Regions from separate parts of the Mus musculus genome. Here all the other regions are linked to region 4. A link is a contact called in public HiChIP or PLAC-seq and promoter capture Hi-C data. All regions are on one chromosome and are shown on one strand. The core of a region is the stretch at or near the end of the contact, and the rest is flanking DNA. Distances in the headings are between cores, read along the strand shown.

What was found. Promoter capture Hi-C pulls out the DNA fragments that hold promoters and counts their contacts. HiChIP or PLAC-seq counts read pairs in DNA pulled down with a chosen protein or histone mark.
Region 1: a contact with region 4 is called in a promoter capture Hi-C map of stem cell-derived epiblast-like cells, with 4 times the contacts expected there. The contact joins the promoter of Prdm5 here to the promoter of E230016M11Rik in region 4. A contact is called at or near these places in 6 of 39 promoter capture datasets (the 3T3-L1 cell line, 3T3-L1-derived adipocytes, cranial neural crest and 2 more) and 1 of 115 datasets of contacts at active chromatin or transcription factors (embryonic stem cells).
Region 2: an H3K27ac HiChIP or PLAC-seq map of microglia shows a contact between it and region 4, with 6 times the contacts expected there. The contact joins the promoter of Hpgds here to the promoter of E230016M11Rik in region 4. A contact is called at or near these places in 4 of 39 promoter capture datasets (cranial neural crest, hippocampal neurons, liver and 1 more), 2 of 115 datasets of contacts at active chromatin or transcription factors (bone marrow-derived macrophages and microglia) and 1 of 9 other capture datasets (macrophages).
Region 3: a promoter capture Hi-C map of pre-B cells shows a contact between it and region 4, with 5 times the contacts expected there. The contact joins the promoter of Smarcad1 here to the promoter of E230016M11Rik in region 4. A contact is called at or near these places in 5 of 39 promoter capture datasets (the C10 cell line, embryonic stem cells, hippocampal neurons and 2 more), 1 of 115 datasets of contacts at active chromatin or transcription factors (astrocytes) and 2 of 9 other capture datasets (adipose tissue and embryonic stem cells).

What each region holds. Positions count from the first base shown.
Region 1 is chr6:65,777,194-65,780,252 of GRCm38.p6, reverse strand. It overlaps Prdm5 (PR domain containing 5), which reads right to left and starts at 1,291. Exons shown (of 15, transcript NM_027547.2): 1 at 1,060-1,291. The coding sequence starts at 1,152.
Region 2 is chr6:65,143,455-65,146,571 of GRCm38.p6, reverse strand. Hpgds (hematopoietic prostaglandin D synthase) reads left to right here and starts at 1,842. Exons shown (of 6, transcript NM_019455.4): 1 at 1,842-1,899.
Region 3 is chr6:65,041,198-65,044,521 of GRCm38.p6, reverse strand. It overlaps Smarcad1 (SWI/SNF-related, matrix-associated actin-dependent regulator of chromatin, subfamily a, containing DEAD/H box 1), which reads right to left and starts at 1,931. Exons shown (of 24, transcript NM_001355250.1): 1 at 1,792-1,931; 2 at 1,077-1,316. The coding sequence starts at 1,266.
Region 4 is chr6:67,034,766-67,037,878 of GRCm38.p6, reverse strand. It overlaps E230016M11Rik (RIKEN cDNA E230016M11 gene), which reads right to left and starts at 1,280. Exons shown (of 7, transcript NR_040278.1): 1 at 944-1,280. It overlaps Gadd45a (growth arrest and DNA-damage-inducible 45 alpha), which reads left to right and starts at 472. Exons shown (of 4, transcript NM_007836.1): 1 at 472-678; 2 at 768-869; 3 at 964-1,201; 4 at 2,107-2,783. The coding sequence starts at 635. The coding sequence ends at 2,220.

The DNA.
Region 1 (3,059 bases), core at 42-2,541, 1.3 Mb after region 4:
TGGCAATATCTATCCAACTCATCACTAAATGGAATGAAGTATTAACTCCTGTGTTTTGTTTGTCTACATTTAATATGTGAGTTGTTTTTTGTTGTTGTTTTGTTTTGTTTTGACCACTTGACCTATGGTAACTTCTTGTAGGTCATGTTGTGAGCCCAGAGCTACATTCACACACTACCCTCTGAACCTCTGCTTTTCTAAGTATCTGCTAACAGGGCAAAATCAAAACAGCGAGGAGAGGCCGGGAACGTGTCAGGGGCAAGGTTTATAAACATGTTGTTCCATAACAGAATGTTCTAGAAAGAGCATATGTTTTCCTTTCAGAAACCATGGGTTTGAAGCTTAATTCGTTAACTTGGCAGGTTAACTGCAGCATTCCTATGCTCACCTCTTAAATGATAACTAAAAGACAGTTCCCCAGAGTACTGAGGGGTAAAGTCAAATGATATATATGGACAAAGTACCAAGCATTGGCCCTGCTCTGTGAACCTTGGATCTGCTTACTCTAGATGTCTCTGCCCTGACTCCTCTATTTCAAGTCTGCTAACCCACAATAGCTCAAGCCACCATGTTCTAAAGTTATAACTTAAGATTTGGAGCGCTCTGGTTTCCTGTCTTCTACATCTCTCCAATGAACAACCAACATCTATAGTGGGTCATCTCACAGACAGGGAAACCTGCGCTTAACTTGATCCCATGCCTGTGCCGTTCTGGAAGGTGATCCAATGCCAGGATAAAATTCAAAAACTCAAAGAAAATAGGCCGAAGATCCAGATACCACCCCCAGGATGGCAATGTCGGGAAGGCCTGCTTCTGTGGCTCCCGGGCCTGCACTGGGCTGCAAGCTGCCAGGGCCCATCTGCACAAGCAGTGAGGGGTATGACCAGGCTGCCAACTGTTCAGAATTCAGGAGCCGTCCGGCGCTGGGCTGGGGGAGACTGCAGCCCATGGGAGCCTCTCGCCACAGCCGCGAAAGACAACCAGACACCCGCTCCCTACAGGCCCGTTCTCCCCGCAGGCCCTGGGACGTGGCGCGGCCTGAGCGGGCCGCTCACCCACCTTGCGCACGCGGCGGGCCGTGTAGAGCCCCATCCCGTCCTGGACCCGGGACGACTTCAGGGCGAACCTGTCTGGTACGTACATGCCCAGCATCCTCCGTGGCTCGGCCGCGCTCCGGAGGCGCCGCACGTGGAGATGGGGTGCGGGCCTGGGGCGGCCGGGAGGAGGAAATGAGCTCGGCTCCCAGAATCCCCACCTCCCTCCTCGGCTCCCCGCGGCCAGGCCCCTCCTCGGCCGGGGCAGGCGCGGCCGGAGCGGTGGGGAGCCCAGGCCACCGGGCCGCGCTGATTGGCCCAAAGTTTGTGGCGCCGGCTGGAAGCCTCAAACCCCAGGCCATGGAGCTTCCAGCTCCGAGATGAGGATGAGCCTGTAGCCACATCGACCCTCCTCACCATCTCTGCGTTCGGCAGAGGTTCCCGCATCTCCTCAGATGCAGAATGAAATAGGCCTTGGCATTTCCAAAACAGCCTTTTGCTAACCACAGCCGAGACCAACCCAGAAAGTCTGGGAAACCTTTGAGTCTTACTGGATGAGTGTTCCAGGGTTGAACTAAGGAGAGGCCAAGGAGTCTGCTCTATTTCAAGATGAGAATTGGATATAAGTATTTAAGTAATATGGTGAGGAGCCTTCTGGAAAGTGATTATTACTTTCCAAGGCTTGTGACTACCAAGTCCTCTTACCAGATTTGTTCAAGTCAGACCCCGGGCCTTGCATTCCATTCAACAAGACTGGGTTACCAGTCCTTAATAGACCAGTTATCCTGGTTAGGTTTTTTTTGTTAACTTGACACAAGCTTGAGCCCTCTGGGAAGCTGGAATTTAAATTGAGAAAATGTCCCCATCAGATTGCTCTGTAGGAAGTCTGTGGATCATTTTTCTGGATTAAAGATTGGAATGGGAGGGTCTAGCACATTGTAGATGGTGACATCCCTGGGTCACATGGTCCTAGGTTGTCTTTTAAAAAGGCAAGCTGAGCAAGCCATAGGGAGCAAGCAGTGTTTTGTTCTGGCTCCTGCTTCCAAGTTCCTGCCTTGAGCTCTTGGCCCTGACATTTTTCAATGATGGACCAAGATGGGAAACATACGCCTCTTGCCCTGTCCTCTCCCCCAAAAAGTCCTTTCCTCCCCAAGTTCCTTTTGGCCAGAATGTTTTATCACAGAAAATAGAAATCAGAGTAGAAAGCAGAGTAGCTGTTAAAAGGACTGTAATGTAGTCCTTGGTAATGTCTCGCCAAAACTCATGTGTTGAATACTTTTGGGAAGTGATTGTATAAGGAATGTTCTAGCCTAGTCAATGGATTCATCCATAGACATATTCATTATCCAGTGCTACTATTGGAAGCTGGTAGAACTTAAAAGATAGAGCCTGATAGGACAACGTAAGTCATTAAATGAGCATTCTCTTAAAGGACATTAAGGTCCCTCTTCATCTTTCTCTGATTCCTGGATGCCAAGGTGAGCAGCTTTTCTCTACCTTTACATCAACGTGCCTCTGTGTTGCCATGAGACATGAAAGTGATGGAGCCACGAAACCTCTCAGCCCATGAAACCAAATATATCTTGCCTCTCTTTGTTGCGTGTCTCCAGTGTTTCCTTTCCAAGCTAGATAACACATCAGGATAAACACTAAGATGGTTATACTGTGGTCAGTTGTCCAAGTCAATTCATTCAACTGTGTTCAACAAAAGATAAAGCACTGCTTTCTGCAGAAGGATCTATAAGATAAAACTGAGCAGATATGTGTCCTGTTTATACCTACAGTTCACTTATAAATTCAAAACCTGCAGAAGTGATGGAACGTGAAAGTATTTGTAATTAACCAACAAGGCAGGACTAATGTTCTTACACCGATTTCCCCTTTTCCACTATAAAACCAAAGAGTGACTTGAGCTCTGAGTTCTTTTAAAAGAACTTACCTTACCCAACTGTATTGACTCAAACATGACTGATACAACTGTCAGATCTGTTTTGGCTCACAGGTTCAGTTTGGTGAGTTATGGTG
Region 2 (3,117 bases), core at 593-3,092, 1.9 Mb after region 4:
CTTCCCCAGCAACTCAGAGGCCACAAATGGAGGAGCAAGTGGGTTTAAATACTTCCTCTTTATCAACATAAAGGGAAAATGATGCGTGGGCTGATTTAAAATAAGATCCAGTGGAAGAGAAGCCCCCATGAAACATTGGTGAAGGATAATCTGGTCCTGATGTTGATCTCGTCCAGCTACAACCCTACCGTCGTTCATTTTGCAGCTGATTTTACACAGTTTTCAGTGAGAGCCTTTATCACTGTGTCCATTAACCTCACCTCAGACAGCATCTATTTCGCTTCTTGTAATGAGCAGAAAAGAGGCTGTACCCGTGTCTTCTTAAACTTTTTACAAATTAGTATTTATATTATTTACATTTATATAATTTTTATATTTATATTATGTATATTTATATTTTTCTCATTTATCATTGGAGGTTTTTTGTTTTCTTTTTCAAAGTAAAAAGAAGCTCGTTTGAAATGGATCTTATGACATGGTTGATAAGAGTTGCCCCTAGACCCAGATATAGCTGTCTCTTGTGAGACTATGCCGGGGCCTAGCAAACACAGAAGTGGATGATCACAGTCAGCTATTGGATGGGTCACACGGCCCCCAATGGAGGAGCTAGAGAAATTACCCAAGGAGCTAAAGGGAACTGCAACCCTATAGGTGGAACAACATTATGAACTAACCAGTACCCTGGAGCTCTTGACTATAGCTGCATATGTATCAAAAGATGGCCTAGTTGGCCATCACTGCAAAGAGAGGCCCATTGGACTTGCAAACTGTATATGCCCCAGTACAGGGGAACCCCAGGGCCAAAACGGGGGAGTGGGTGGGTAGTGGATTGGGGGGGTGGGTATGGCGGACTTTTGGGATAGCATTGAAAATGTAAACGAGGAAAATACCTAATAAAAATAAAATTAAATTAAAAAAAAAAAAGAGTTGCCCCTAGGTATGATTGTTCTGGGGACATGAAAAGCACCGTGTGGTTTCAATGTCTCATTGGGTAACTTCCAGATTTCAGGATGCACAGGCAGATATTTTATTGGACATTTTCAGTAAGCTGTGCTAATATTATCACTGAAATTAAACTTGTGTTATAATTTAAAGCTGATAGATATGAGTTCCTACTAGAAAAAGGTACTCTCATGGAGTATTTGAATCTTGTACACTAAGACTCTTTCAAACTGTGGACCTCTTCCAAGAAATGAGTGTAAACAGAACTCAAGCAACCATGCAAATGTAGTCTTTAAAAGTCTGACCCATGCCGAAATGCTAAGAGCGTTCAGCCATCAGATAGAGATCAGGGTCTATGTGACATGTCCAACAATCCTGTAGAAGGGAGAAAGCTCAAAAGAGGGAACATTGAAGCACTGGATGTTACAGACACTGCTTGTGTGAGGGCAGGGACCAAACAAATAAATCATGCAGTGAGGGACGTCATGATGAAGAGCAAACGGTGAGCAAACGGTGCGTGTGCTGGGGGTGGACGCGGGTGAGAAGGCACGGGGCAAAGGCGTCTCCAGGGAGACTGGGAAATGAAGTAAGACACTTTTGTCTCTGTAAGAAAACGTGACAGGGCTTGTTTTCTCATTCCCCAGAAGTCTGTGGTGTAAGACTAAGAATAAAGAGCTTGTAGCAATCTGTACACACAAGCACCTGTGACTGCGACTTTACTCTTTATGCAAATACGTTGGACTAATGTAGAGAGCTTGTGAAATGATGACAAAAGCTACCCAGAGCTCTTTACAGGCTGAACTTTGGACTCGTGCATCTCATGTGAGAAAGGCAGGAAGGCTTTTAGGTGGAGGAAGTGGCCTCTGGCTGTCTTGTGACTGCCACTCATCACAGAAACCACTGTACAGACAGGAACTGAGACACGGAGACACGGCACAGGAAAGGCTCTCTGCATAGGTAAGTGACACGAACTCTTTCTTCTTTCTGTTTGATTCTCCCCGTCTTCCCCAGCTTGAGACTGTTCGGTGGTCTATATGTTCCATCTTAACAGCGTCAGCTCACTCCAGGCTTTCATACACACATGGTCACGTAGAAATCGGATGACAACCTGTAAGAGCTGTGGATCCAAAAGCTTCTAGAAATTCCCTGAGCATCACCACCCCTGAAGGAAAAAGAAAATCCCATCTTGATCATCCTTGATAACATCTTTAGAACTCTCTTGGTAACTTTCTTTAGAATGTAAAGCAGTATAAATTTTCATTTATGCCCCTTCAACCCTGTATACGTGTGCACACACATGCATGTGAGTGTGCGCGTGCTCTGTGTGTGTGTGTGTGTGTGTGTGTGTGTGTGTGTGTGTGTGCGTGTGTGTGTGTGTGTGTGTGTCCGGGGGCTTTTTTTGCATCACATTCTATCATGTTAAGGCATATTTGGTTGAAATGTGTCTATGCTTGTCCAAGAATTGCTTCCTTCACCATTTGACAGTAGAGATAGTTTAAAAGATTTACTTCAGTTCAGATGGTTGAACTTAACAATCCTAAAGAGCAGTGTAGCTACTCCCTGTGCTCAGGTGTTAACATAAAGCAAGCCTCGAAAGTGGCATTTCTCTGGGGGTTTTTGATAGAAAATAGAGATCCCAGTTCACTGATTCAAAATTAAGCATCCAGTGTTTGAAATGAGCAACTTAGCAAATAAAGTGTCATCTATTTCTTTTTTGATCTACATTTTTTACTCCCTACCAGTAAATTGTCCAGGTCTGAACTAAAACTCCCCTCCCCCCTTGCACTATGAAATCGTGAAATCCTGTACGCTCCATCCCCTAGTTGTTAGGAGCAGTGGCTTCTGTTAGGAGATGCCAGCATGGGCAAGATGTCCAACATGGACAAGATGTCCTGTGAACAGTAGCTCCTCAGCTGCTCTCTGCATCCAGCTCCTGCATTTTAAAATACCAGACTCTACACAAATAGAGGTGCAAACAGTGTGCCGTGTCCACCACATGTGGGGTGGGGTTAAGACTGTCGGCAAGACCAGGGATGCTTCCAGTTGTGTACTCCAGACTCAAGCTATTGCAGAATTGCTGGACATGTGAAAAGAACGTGGCAGGGAACCCCAAGTATCTCTGAGTTCCAGATATCTTTTATTGAAGTGCGAGAGTTCAGTTAGGCCACTGGTGTT
Region 3 (3,324 bases), core at 682-3,181, 2.0 Mb after region 4:
AACCTCCCTGGGTCTCATTTCCAAAAATGGGACTACTTAACCTGTAAGATTATCAGGCAACACATGAGAAGCACTTCCCACTACACCTAAAAATAAGTGTTCAAACTACTGTGTGGCCAGTCAGATGGGCCTGCAAATAAAAGCCTTTGCCCCACAAACCTCCCAACATGAGTTCCATCCTGAGAACCATGATGGAGAGAGACCCAACCTCTCACCGTGTTCTCTGACCTCCACACGCTATGGTGAGTCATATCCTTGTTCAAAATCCTCATGTGAACTTACTCCTCAGTTCTGCTTATCCATAATGCTCTGCTACAATTGGTTTGAATTTTTTTATTCACTAAGAGTTACAAACTATTCAAGTGAATTCTGGAGATTTCCAAAAAGTTAGGTGGAAGGAGTATTTCTTTAACCTTTATTTGGATCTAGATGTTATCTTCAAGCATCTGTCACATCTAGCTTGCAGAAAAGATCAGTGCTGGGGGAAGCATGAAACCCCATCTGCAATCACTGGAGAAGGTAAGGCAGGGAGGGACACTGCTTTCAAAAAGCCAGGAAAAGATGTCAGGTGCGGTGACATGTGGCTGGAATCCCAGCAACTGGGAGGCAGAGGCAGAAGGATCACAAGTTCAAAGCCATCCAGTCCACGCGGTTTCACACAAGCGCCAAGGCCACAAAGTCAGATCCTGCCTCAAAACAAACAAAAGAGACAGAACAAGGGGCGAAAAATGAAAATATTAGAATGGATGAAAACCTGTAACTAAATTAATAACCTTGAAGTCTACTAGAACTGCCTACATTCTTCTCTCAGTAGCCATTCTGACCCAAGAATTCTCTACACTCGGCTTTCAGCGTCCACCATTATGCTGAATCCCAAGAACTCCTACAAGTGAGACAATGGAGGTAAGGCTCGGGTTGGCAGGTAGTTGGTGGCTATGGCAGTCCCAATGCTGGATTTCAATGCACAAAACTGGAAACACTGTATCAATCTGTGTAACATTAAAGTGTAACAAAAAAGTGGATTCCCTCCTGCCTGTCACCTCCGGTTGTTATCAGTGTGCAACATTGTAACTCACCTGTTTTCTCAGTTACATCTGAGTCTGGGGTGTTTGCCCTGCTACCTTCCCCTTCAGCATTCTCCTCTTCAGCACTAAGAGAAATTGGTGACGAAGGACGGGCCTGGGAGGGCTGAGGGGCTGCTTCGGGTGCTTCCTCAATCTTACTCCTTTTCTCAAAGCGAAAACGGTCCAAGTTGAAAAGATTCATATTGGGAGGAACCACCACCCTGAGGGGGCTGACAGCTTTCAATGAACTAGCTGCAGGGAGGGAACAAAAAACAGGGGGATGAGGCGGTGAAAACAAGGAGCCACACAAAGCCACCACACTTGGCTCCCAGAGAAAGGGGGTCCGGCCGCACCGATGCCCGAGCCCGGTTCCGGCTGTGCTTTGTTAGGCCACACGGGGACGGCGGATTGCAGTCCCGGCCAAATGCCCGTCGCGCCCTCGACCCGGCCCGCGCGACCCCACGAGCCCGAGCCGACCCTCGCACGAGGTCCTCACCCGGGCCGCAGAGGTGCGCGCCCGCCTTCCCGCCACGCAGCCCGCACCGAGCGCCCGCCGCCTCCACAAAGCCCGCGAGGCCCGAGCCTCCGCCGCGGGAACACAAAGGGCCGAAGCGGGAGCGGCGCGCCGCCCGGAAGTAGACGCGGCGAGGCCCGGCCGAGGAGGAAGCTTGACAGGCCGGCGCGCCGCCGAAGGGAGCCCGCCGCCCGCACGCACGCACGCACTTACAGCCTGGCAGGCTCCTCGTTGGAACAAAGGTGGACAAGAACAAAATAATTCTTTGAGGGAGGCGACGGTAGCCTGGCCGGGACCTTCCAAGGCAGCGCTGGGCAAGCCACGGAGCGCGTAGTGATGACGCAACACGCAGCCCAGGCCTTGTTCTCCCAAGCGTCGCGTGGTCAGAAAAATGTCTGAGCGCGCCGTTGTCATGGTAACCTGTATCTATCTCTGCTAGATTCTAAGGCTGGAATTGTTTCTTGGTTCCTTTTCACCGCGCCGGCTACAGAGCTAATAAAACAATAAAACAAGATGAGAGCAAATGGCGTCGCAAGATACAATTAATTCGGAGCTTGTCGGTTATGTTCCACAATGTCAATATGCAATATAATTTTTCACTAAATTTATGTTCGTCGTTTCGAACGTGACAGTGTTTTAATTGTGTAATCTCAATCATTACAAGACAGTTTTACAAAATAAAAAAAACTGAGGCCTGGCGGGTAAAGGCGCTTTTTAAAGGTGCTTGTTACTAAGTTTGATGACCTGAGTTCAATCACCTAGAGCCACTTAGTAAAAGGAAAAAAACCAATTCTGAACGTTGTTCTCTGGCTTCCACAAGTGTTCTGTGAGACAGAGCGCGCACACACATACACACACACACACACACACACAGTCCTGCAGATGCTAAGTAATTAGTAAGAGACAATATCTGATACTTTTCAACACAAAGGCTTTGCTTGAGCTTCTCCACTGTTGACATGATTTTCCTTGGTTTTGTTTGTTGGCATTTTCTCTTCTAGTCGATTTGTGATACGTGTGCACCATGTTGGATATCCTTTCAGGAAATGATCCCATAGCACACCAAGAAGCAACAGACCAAGGAAAGCTCATACATCCTTTTCTGTGGTAGCCCACCTTCTCTGAGATTAATCTACTTAAAGGAGAACAACATTAATCCCTTGTCTGGACCATGGCCCCATCACTGGACCTCACCCTGAAAAGGTTTCCTTACCTCTCTACCCTACTATACTAGAAAATAGCTCGGGAAAAAAAATGAAAATAGCTTCTTCCACATACATCACCTTTTGAGTACACACACCAACCATACCCAAACCAAAGCAGTCACAATAGAACAGTAGCACATTCCAGATGGCATAAACACAAGGAAACATTTTCTCTGAGATCTGAAATACACTGAAAGTATTTTGTAGACCTATTCTGGCCTCCTTTCTAGACTTGTGACACCATGTTCTTGTGCCTGCACTTACCTTGTCTATGTCCACATTTCTTCTAATGAGAACATAATTTGTACAATATGGGAGCGTGTGCTAGTCACTTCATTTTAACTTCATTACCTTTTCTGAAGACCCTATGTCCAAATGTGGTCCCTTTCTGAACTACTTGGGACTCAGGACTCAACACGCAGAGTTTGTAAGAGCATAAACCAACTAATAACAGTCAACCAGAAAGGAGAATTCTGTTAAGGACAGATAATTTGGGGCTAGTAGTCACTTTGTTTATCCTTATTCCTTGAGACTCTAAAGA
Region 4 (3,113 bases), core at 31-2,530:
AGCTTTGCCCGGCATGTCTGGACACTTAAAAATATGCTTACTAACAACAGCTAGACTGGAGTGCATTAATCCCTGGAAGTAAAATTTAAAAAGCAGCCCCTTAACACAAAGGGCACGAAACGACAATCAAAAGATGTCCACAACCAGAAAAACAATTGGCAGGCTGTTTCAGTCAGAGCTGAGGACACTTGAACCACTGCAAAGCCCTCCGCACCAGAAGGCTCCACAAACTACCTAGAGCTGGCTCAGGACCCCACCAACCGGGTTTCAGCACCACCTTCGTCCCGTGGGCTCCCTCCCGCGTAGCTCCGCCCCTTTCCGCTCAACTCTGCCTTGCTTTGGTGGAGCGAGGGTCTGGGTGTCAACGTCTGCTAATTTGCATAACCCAATGGCCTGACTGCATGCAAATGAAGCTGGACCTGGTTGGCTGAGGGCTAGCCCCATATCTCCGGAATCGGGCCCTTTGTCCTCCAGTGGCCCCGAGGCAGCAGTGCAGAGTTCCCCAGCGAGGCTAGGCGAGCAGCCGGCCGGCCGGAGCGGAGAAGGGAGGGTGGGAGCGAGCGCAGAGCCGGCGCCGCGCACTGTGGGGGCCAGGAGCAGCCCGCGCGCCGAGGGAGGGACTCGCACTTGCAATATGACTTTGGAGGAATTCTCGGCTGCAGAGCAGAAGACCGAAAGGTAAGTGTGCCTGCCGACTCGGTGGCCGCCGCCCCTCCCGCCTCGCGTCCGGGGACCCGGCTGACCCGCTCTCACCCTGCCGCCCGCAGGATGGACACGGTGGGCGATGCCCTGGAGGAAGTGCTCAGCAAGGCTCGGAGTCAGCGCACCATTACGGTCGGCGTGTACGAGGCTGCCAAGCTGCTCAACGTGTAAGTGGCCCGCGTTCCCCGCTCGCCCACCCACCCGCCTCTACCCCGCGCCCCCCTGAGCGTATGCAACTCACCGCTGCCCCGCTGCCCGCAGAGACCCCGATAACGTGGTACTGTGCCTGCTGGCTGCTGACGAAGACGACGACCGGGATGTGGCTCTGCAGATCCATTTCACCCTCATCCGTGCGTTCTGCTGCGAGAACGACATCAACATCCTGCGGGTCAGCAACCCGGGTCGGCTAGCTGAGCTGCTGCTACTGGAGAACGACGCGGGCCCGGCGGAGAGCGGGGGCGCCGCGCAGACCCCGGACCTGCACTGTGTGCTGGTGACGGTAAGAGACCCGGGGCTGCAGCCCAGAATCTGCTGGGGTGGACCTTGTCCGAGCTGAACGCTGATCTCGCGGGGGTTGTGATAGGGTACGGAGCGTGTCTAAGCTCGTGGGTGGCCTCCAGCGGCGGAAGATATCCCTGTGAGTCAGCAAGCTGCCCAGCTGCTACCTCTGCTTACCTCTGCACAACCTCGCGTGGCTAATTCTTTGAGCAGAACAGATTAGATAAAGCCAAATAAATTCCCGGTTTACCCTTCGTTAAGAAGTTAGCTTCATTCTTCATTTGCTGTCAAAGCTAAAGGTAGAAGTGGTGTAGGAGACAGACCTTATTAATTCCCTGGATATAGATAGATACTCTGAAGTGTACCGAGTGGAATTCTTTTCTTTGCTGCTCTTGAGTTTGTTTAAACGAGCTCCCTCCTCCCCACCGCTTAAAAATGTGTGGTGGGTTGATAGTGTTTTCAGAAAGAACCGTGCTGTCTAGGTCTTCTGGTTTTTTGTTTTTGTACTCTTTCTCTTCTGACTTGTGTAGGGAAGTGACTGCCTGGTTACTTGTTGCTGCCAGTAAAATGTGCTATTCATCGTCAGGGAAGATAAGAGTTCAGCAGCTGCCTGCCCTGCAGCCCTCACCGTGCACACAGCCTGAGAATGCTTTTCAGGAGTCTTTTACTTATGACCCACCAGGGTACATGCTTGGAAGGGAGGTCTTAAGAATGGTAACCTCATGCAGAATGGGGTAGTTAATATGCAAAACTCTGTGTAGTTCCGTGCACGTTACAGGTGTTTAGACTATGCTAGATGCTGTTTTTAACAGAATGTTCGGGGTTTGGCCCTTTCAAAAGTAGCACAATTAGTAGCAGAAGCTGATTATTTTCCGGGGAAGTAATTTTTTCAAAATCTGTTCACAGAACCCACATTCATCACAATGGAAGGATCCTGCCTTAAGTCAACTTATTTGTTTTTGCCGGGAAAGTCGCTACATGGATCAGTGGGTGCCCGTGATTAATCTCCCGGAACGGTGATGGCATCCGAATGGAAATAACTGAACCAAATTGCACTGAAGTTTTGAAATACCTTTGTAGTTACTCAAGCAGTCACTCCCCACGCTGATGCAAGGATTACAGAAACTGATGTCAAGGGGCCGAGTTCAACTGCACGAGGGCTCAGAGATGACTTTGCAGAGGGAGAGAGAGGTGAGCCTGAAGAAGGAAGCTGCGAGAAAAGAGAAATCCAAGGCAAAAGGGACAAAAACTACAAAGCACTGCAAGAAAGAAAACTGCTAATTTAGGATGGCCAGGTTACTTTCAAATAAGCCAAATATTGCTTTGTTGAAACTTTAAATGTATAGCAATAGTTTGGGTATTTTTTTTCTTTTTTTTTTTTGGTCTTTATGCCCTCAAATAAAAGGAAAGTAAAAGAGGATTAATCATATTTTCAAGCCACAGTTTAAATGTATTTTGATGAGATGTTAAATTCTCAGAAGTTTTATTATAAATCTTACTAAGTTATTTTATGATGTGAAAGGTTATTTATGATAAAGTTTTTGAAGCACATTATCTAAAATAAACTGGTATGGAATAATTGTGTCATTTCTCAACGTGTGGTTTGTGTTTTACAATATTGATTATTGGACATTCTATTGAAGCTTTGCTGTATTTTACACTAGGCAGGAAGATGGTGGGGGGGGGCGGTTGTAGAGGGTCGGGGTAAGGAAAAAGGGAATATGGCAAGATTCACCTTGCAAAGTCTAAATTACAGTGAATGACTTAAATGCTATAATTAATTGCATGCAAAACGTGGAAGCAGAGAGGAGGGTTACCAAAGCTGCTTGAAGATGAGTGAAGCTTTTACTGAGGAAAAAACATTTCATTGGAGGCATCAAAGATCACAGCCTGCAGAGAGACCTACGAGGGTG